Linked DNA regions of Gossypium hirsutum: region 1 is linked to region 2. The links are chromatin contacts, called in public Hi-C maps. All regions are on one chromosome and are shown on one strand. The core of a region is the stretch at or near the end of the contact, and the rest is flanking DNA. Distances in the headings are between cores, read along the strand shown.

Region 1 (3,551 bases), core at 90-2,589, 670 kb before region 2:
TATCTAATAAAAAAAGTGGAAAAAAAATTAAAGAGAACTTCAATGAGATGGGCTTTTTCTGTTGTATGCCTATTTCCTTACAAGAAAGCGCACCTAGGCTCACCAAGCGTGCACCCGATTAAATTGGCCTTGCCCGAAAGGGAATGAGGTGTTTTCCTTGTCCAATGCTGAGCCATAAGGGGCAAGCACGCCTAGGCGCATGCCTAGACAACACTACACTTGAGTACTACTTATATTTTACATCCCAAGAAGCTACTATATGAAGCAATAAAATTGATAGATGGCAGGTAGACTGTTACTTTACAACTTGCATTTGAGTTCTTAAATGTTGTTGTAACTTATACAGGAAAAAGGCAACTAAGTAGTAACTCAGATCCCATACATACAGCCGAAAGACTCTTGAAGGTTGTGAGCATAAGAGAGCTTAGGGGTGTAATATCTTCATTCAGTGAGTTAATTTAGATAGGGTTGGGTGCATTACGGGTAGACAAGAACTAAAAACGAAAAAGAAAAAAACTTACAAAGAAAAACAACCAATCCAATTCTAACGTAATTGTTCTATAGAGAAAACAAAATCATGCAATTATATTTTAAAAAAGTGAAACACCGACATTTTTTTCTCATTATTTGGAGGAAGTAAAAAGCATCTAGCGAAAGAAACATCAAAAATCACCCTAAATTTCATTCATATAAAGCAATGTGTATGAAAAACTAGTTTCCAGAGTAATGGAAGATAAGAGTCCAAACCTGCTCATATAAGTCCTCCAGTTTATTCCTTGGGAGCTTCAGTTGAGCCACTTGAGGCAAAATGGCATCCCATCTTCCACTGTTAATATCAGCAACAAACGTCTCGATGCTATCTACAGTATTCAGAGAAACCTGACACTCGTTCTGTAACGTTTGAAACGTTTGATGCAAGGAATTTTCTTTGCAAAATTGGAGCACAATCTTAATAACGCTGACCCAAAAGAAGAAGAAAAAAAAATGTAATAACCAAAACAAAACAGAAGTTAGAAATTGATGTCAGCATCTTGAGCATTACCCAGAACCAGAAAACAAGAAAACAGCAAAAGCATAGAATGGAAACGTACTCTCGAGCTTCGATTTCTAGAGTCATGGTGGGAGCCCGAGGGAAAGGATTGAAACAATTTGATGAAGTTTGAACTCCCTGCTTTATTCACATATTTGTAATAATTTGGACCCGTGGCTTGCAGACTTAGGGTTAAACTGTCTGAGGCTTTCGGGTTTAATATATTTAGGTCCAAGTTTATAGTTTTGAACTATCTAAACCCAAATAAAAAGCCCAACTCTTAGCTTATTGCCCTAATAGAGAATTAGAAAGATACCCTTTTCTCTTTTATCTTCTTCACCATTGTCGCAGCTATTTTAAGCTCTATCCCGTTTTTCTACTCTCTTTTATCTTCTTTCACCATTGCAGTAGCAATTTTTAAGCTCGGAATAGAGTTGATTATTTGAAGAAGCACCATGAAGAAGAAGACCAGTAAAGACAAGGCTAATGCTGTTTGTGTTTCCGAAGCTGCTCAAATGAGTAAATATCAATGGAACTTTTTTTTCTACTGATTTGTCTTCAAATGATATTTGCATATATGCAATTAACTCTGTTGCAATGGGTTTGCTTTGTGTGCCGTTGGTTTCAGCGGAGAATTTAGTTGCAACAAAACAAGGGAAGAAAAAGGATAAATTAAGCAAGAAGATAAGAAAAAGCAAAGAGAAAATCAATGCTAGCGTTGGAATTTTTGATAAGCCTGTTGACGGGACTGAAGTTCATCTTCAAGGTGAGACTTTATTTTTAAAAAAATATATATTTAAATGGTGAGAGGAAGATCAAAGACTCCATGGCTGATACTTCTTAAAGCAAGATTAAAAGTTGCCACTTGTAAATAATTTATGGGTTTTTTGTTTGTTTGTTTATAATTTCGTCAACTCTAACATTGCAGACTACATGGCCGATACATTCTGAAAGAAAGACTAAAAGTTGTGAATAAGTGATGGGTTTGCTTGGTTTATTTAAAATTTCGTGAACTATAATATTGCATTTGCTGATTCCATGGTTGATACATACTGAATGGAAGATTAAATGTAGTAAATAAGTGGTTGGTTTTGTTTGGTTTTTTTAAAATTTCATCAACTCTGACATTGCAATTGCAGACTCCATGGTTTGATACATTCTGAAAGCAAGACTAAAAAGTTGTAAATGAGTGATGGGTTTTGTTTGGTTTATTTAGAATTTCATCAACTTTATTATTTGAATTGCGCTTTGATGTTATATAGTCATTTTCGGGTTTTTTTCTTGTAGAAAAATTTAGAAAAGACAGAAAAAAGAAATCAAAGGGGCAATTGTTGGAAACGAGTAAAGGAGCTAATCAGGATGAAGTTTATGAAATACCTTCGGGAGATGACGACTGCTCAAAAGGCATGAAAAGTATGAAACTGGTGACTTTCCTTTAAATATTTTAAGCTTTTGGTATTATAGTAGAGAGAAACTTCTGCAGCAATATTGTTTTCCATCACATTGAGGCATATATATTTTTAATTTTGCTCTAAAACTTATTAGTTTAAGTCTTTATTTCCTTTTTTGTTTAGGATTTGCATCACAGTACTTGGTATAGAAATTGTCGAACTTGTAGCTAAAATCAGTTTCTTTTTTTTTTTTTTTAATATGAGTTAGCATGCCTTTTCTTATCTGGGTTTTAGTTTTATTGTTTATTTTAAGGTTGTTGGTTGATAGACAAGTTTTTCATTCTATAGACAGTTGATGGACAAGTTTTCTTAAACTGCAGAATGGCTTACAGACTACCACCGAAGTAGGCCTGGCTTGAAGGTACTGCAACAAACGATTGACGAGTTTATATTTGAGCACGAGGCAAAACTTGATCAGGTATTTTTCTTCTTGGCACCCGTATCGAATCATAAGACCACTGGTTTTGTTAAGGAGTTCACGTTAGTTTTAGACAACAAAAATGCACTTCAAACTCTTTATAAGGCATATTTGATCAGGTATGATCTTGTTGTGCCAAGGTGCCTCTTTATAAGGCAGTAGATGAAAGGTACTTAAATAAAAGGCTGTATAATTGAGATTATCTTAATTTTAACTTTTTTCCCATTAACTGTACCTGTAATAGTAATAATAGAATTATAGGGAGACAGCATCAAACTCTACCTCTTGATGTTTGAATATTCAACAATAAACATGAGACTTTTAGAGAATCACGCATATAGGCTAACAAAAGAAAGGAAATTTTGCTTGTTTTATTGGATTATCGTAAGTATACATCTTTAGCTTATTCTGTATGCACTGGTACGTGCATAGGTACCCGAGCATATTTTTGCATCCTTGCCTCATGAATAAGGGCTTTAATGCCTGTATTGCTCATCACGCCCTTGACAAATAAATGCTCTTCTTTCCCCCGCCCCTTTTTCCTAAACGGAGTTGCAGTTGCTTGTTATTTATTATTTTGGTCCTTGTGGTGATATAGGAAAGAAAAGAAAAAGAAGCTCGTCTTACGGAAGGGGGATGGATACTTGTTGAA
Region 2 (3,471 bases), core at 410-2,909:
TTGATAGACGACATACTATTCTTTCTATAAATTTGCTCATTTTCGATTAGACTAAGGACATGTTTAGGTTCATCTACTAATATAAGTTGTGTTTTTGCATTGCAATCCGACCACGCACTACCGCTTAGTATTAGTTAAACATTAGACAACCTGTAAGCTAATATTTGCTTCTATTTTGCTTTACATGCAAAAATCATATGTGAACATTATACAAAAGATATTCATGAATAATTTTATTAACCAATCTGTTCGAAAAAAATTACAAGTGTACATAGACGAAAATATTACACTTAGGGCACAAGATCCAATAATTTAGATACCTCTTATTCAATTAAGCCAATTCATAAAAAGAAATTTATCTTTTTATAATTTTTAAATAAAATTAGAGTTAAATTGATGTAAAATATAACTATTGAGGATTAATTTTATTATTATACCAATAAAAAAACTATTAATTAGTTAACAATTAGGTAAAATGTTTTTTTTGGGAGAAGTAAAAAACATTTACTAACCCAAAAGGAAAAAAAAAGCGCAAAGTTTGCTACATTTGTTTACTCACAAAATAAGTGAATCTCCTAATTCCCCTCTAACCCGCATGGAGTAAAACATCAGAAACATTTAGGGCCAGTTCTTCATTACTTTTGAAAAGTATTTTTGAAAAGTGCCGTGGAAAAGTGCTTTTGAAAAATTTGAGTGTTTGGTATTACTGTCAAAAAGTGCTTTTGAGAAATAAAATGTCTATTTTAGACATAATATTATAAAGTAACAAATACGTATTTAAATAATGTTCAAATTAGTTAATGTTATGATATTTTAGTAAAAATATAAAAAATAATTTATTATAACTTATTGTTAATATTTTAATATATAATATTAATTTTAAATATTTCTAAGTAATTAATATTAATTATTTATTAAATTTAATTAGAATATATAAAATATATTTAAATATTTAAATATAATAATTAAATATTTGTAATTAGATATTGACACAATTGTATTATTTTAAAAATTATTTTTTATTTTTAATTAATACTTTTAACACATTTGTATTATTTTATTTTAAGATGTATTTGAATATATAACTCATATTAGATATTAACATAATATAGAAAACATAAACCTAACAAATTAAAATATTACATATATTTGGATTAAAGTTTTAAAAAGGGATAATATTTATATACCAAATATAAATACTAAAAATTTTAGGAGAAGACAAAGGTTAAAAATGTAAATAGAAGCCAAAAGTACTTTTGGCTGAAGAAAAAGTTAAAATTTTCAACTTCTCCATTTGTCAAAAAATACTTTTTTTAGTTAAAAATTTTTCTGAAATAATGTTTGTTTTTTAATAGTTTTAAGGAAAAGTACTTTTTATTCCAAAAGTCTATCTAGAAGCATTAAAGAAGGCTTAGAGTGATCAAAATAGTTAAGGATGAAATTGTAATTTTTTTGTGGTTGAGTGATTAAAATAAAAGATTTTACATATTTTGTTGATCACTAATGTAGCTTACCCAAAAAGAAAGATTACGTGATTTTGGTTTTGCTGGGTGAGATGGATGAATTGGGATGCCTTCTCAAAGCCAATCCCTTAGCCCATAATTCCATTGGGCTTATTTCCTTTTATTATGGAGGGAGGCATTGCTACAAAATCTGGATTTTTCTTGTTTCTACTACTATTATTACAAAATCTGTTAGTTATGGCGTCAAAATTCCTTCCTTCAAGACTTCCTTTGCCGCTCAACTCTCCACGTTTCCACCGTCTTCCTTCAACCAACAAGACAATGATCCCAATCGCCTCTTTCTCTTCTTCTTCCCCTTCAGCGTCATCTGTAGACAACTCCGTTAGAAAACAAGAAGAAGAAGAAGAAGAGCTGCAAGAAAAGGTAGCTCAAGCCCTCACATACCATCATCAAACGAAGCATGGTTTCGCCAACTATGCCAGAGGACCGCGTGGCCTTGACTGGGCCAATCAACCTAACCCTTTCCGTCGTTACATCTCTGCTCCTCTGCTTCCTCTCCTCCATTTTCCCACTGACAGACCAATAGTTGCGGTGACAGATGATGCTCCTTTGTATTCTTCTCTCTTCCATTCTCTTCCTCCTCCTAAACCCATCTCCCATTCCACTATCTCCCAACTCTTTTTCGATTCTTTGGCTCTTTCAGCTTGGAAAACCACCGGGTTTTCCACTTGGTCCCTTCGGGTTAACCCCAGCAGCGGCAATTTGCATCCCACCGAGGCTTACCTTATTGCCCCTCCTATTCAATCAATCTCTGATTCTCCTTTTGTAGCCCATTATGCTCCCAAAGAACACTCTCTCGAGCTTCGTGCCACAATCCCATCTGGGTTTTTCCCCAACTTCTTTCCTGATAATTCATTTCTCATTGGAATTTCTTCTATTTTCTGGCGAGAAGCATGGAAATACGGAGAACGTGCGTTTCGTTACTGCAATCACGATGTGGGTCATGCAATTGGAGCTATTGCAATGGCTGCCGCAACGCTTGGCTGGGATGTCAAGCTTCTAGATGGGTTTGGATACAAGGATTTGGAGAAGCTAATGGGGCTTCAGTTTTTCCCGGACTTTAAAATACCATCAAGACCAATCAAAGGCAAGTTTCCTGAGATTGAATTTGAGCACCCAGATTGTTTGATTCTTGTTTTTCCTAACGGGAGTAATCCATTCGATGTGAACTATAAGGAATTGAGTTCTGTAGTAAATGAGTTTACGAATTTGGAGTGGAAAGGGAAGTCAAATTCGCTTAGCAAGGAACATATTTGTTGGGACATAATTTATAGGACAGCCGAGGCAGTTAAAAAGCCATTGACGATTCAAAAGGGTGAATTTCTAGTTGATCAATTTAAAAGCAGTGGGATCTGTAGTGAAAACTCTTACAAAGGTTTTACAATTAGGGAAGTTGTTAGGAAAAGGAGGAGTGCAGTTGATATGGATGGAGTAACCGTAATGGATAGGCAAACATTTTATCAGATTTTGTTGCACTGCCTTCCATCAGGGAAGGGGGAGAAGCATAGAAGACAATCAACATTGCCATTTCGGGCTCTCTCTTGGGATGCGGAGGTTCATGCTGCTATATTTGTTCATAGAGTGATAGGTTTGCCCAAGGGATTGTATTTCTTGGTAAGAAATGAGGATCATTTAGAGGAGCTTAAGATGGCTACCAGATCTGAGTTTAAGTGGGAGAAACCAGAGGGATGCCCTGATGATCTACCTTTGTATGAACTGGCAAGTAGTGACTGTCGAGAGCTTGCCAAGCGCCTTTCATGCCATCAGGTGTGTGCCATTTCTCTTCTTTTTCATTTTCTTTGTGGTTTATATACACTGCCAAAACAAATTGCTTAGGAAGAGCTTGATTCGGTAAATAGAAACAGATTTATTAACAATATATCGATATCCTTTGTTCATCAATGCATGAAGTTTACAAACATAAATACTGGTTGTTGAATATGAATAA

The links. A called contact is a pair of places that touch in the nucleus more often than the background predicts.
Region 1: a Hi-C map of leaf shows a contact between it and region 2, with 1.8 times the contacts expected there. The contact joins the promoter of LOC107920256 here to the promoter of LOC107920725 in region 2. A contact is called at or near these places in 2 of 34 Hi-C or Micro-C datasets (hypocotyl and leaf).

What each region holds. Positions count from the first base shown.
Region 1 is chrD13:42,149,693-42,153,243 of Gossypium_hirsutum_v2.1, reverse strand. It overlaps LOC107920256 (ribosomal RNA-processing protein 7 homolog A), which reads left to right and starts at 1,339. Exons shown (of 6, transcript XM_016849866.2): 1 at 1,339-1,549; 2 at 1,659-1,796; 3 at 2,318-2,443; 4 at 2,802-2,899; 5 at 3,498-3,551. The coding sequence starts at 1,486. It overlaps LOC107920255 (suppressor of mec-8 and unc-52 protein homolog 1), which reads right to left and starts at 1,233. Exons shown (of 16, transcript XM_016849865.2): 1 at 1,092-1,233; 2 at 748-958. The coding sequence starts at 1,117.
Region 2 is chrD13:41,475,833-41,479,303 of Gossypium_hirsutum_v2.1, reverse strand. It overlaps LOC107920725, which reads left to right and starts at 1,659. Exons shown (of 3, transcript XM_016850560.2): 1 at 1,659-3,290. The coding sequence starts at 1,701.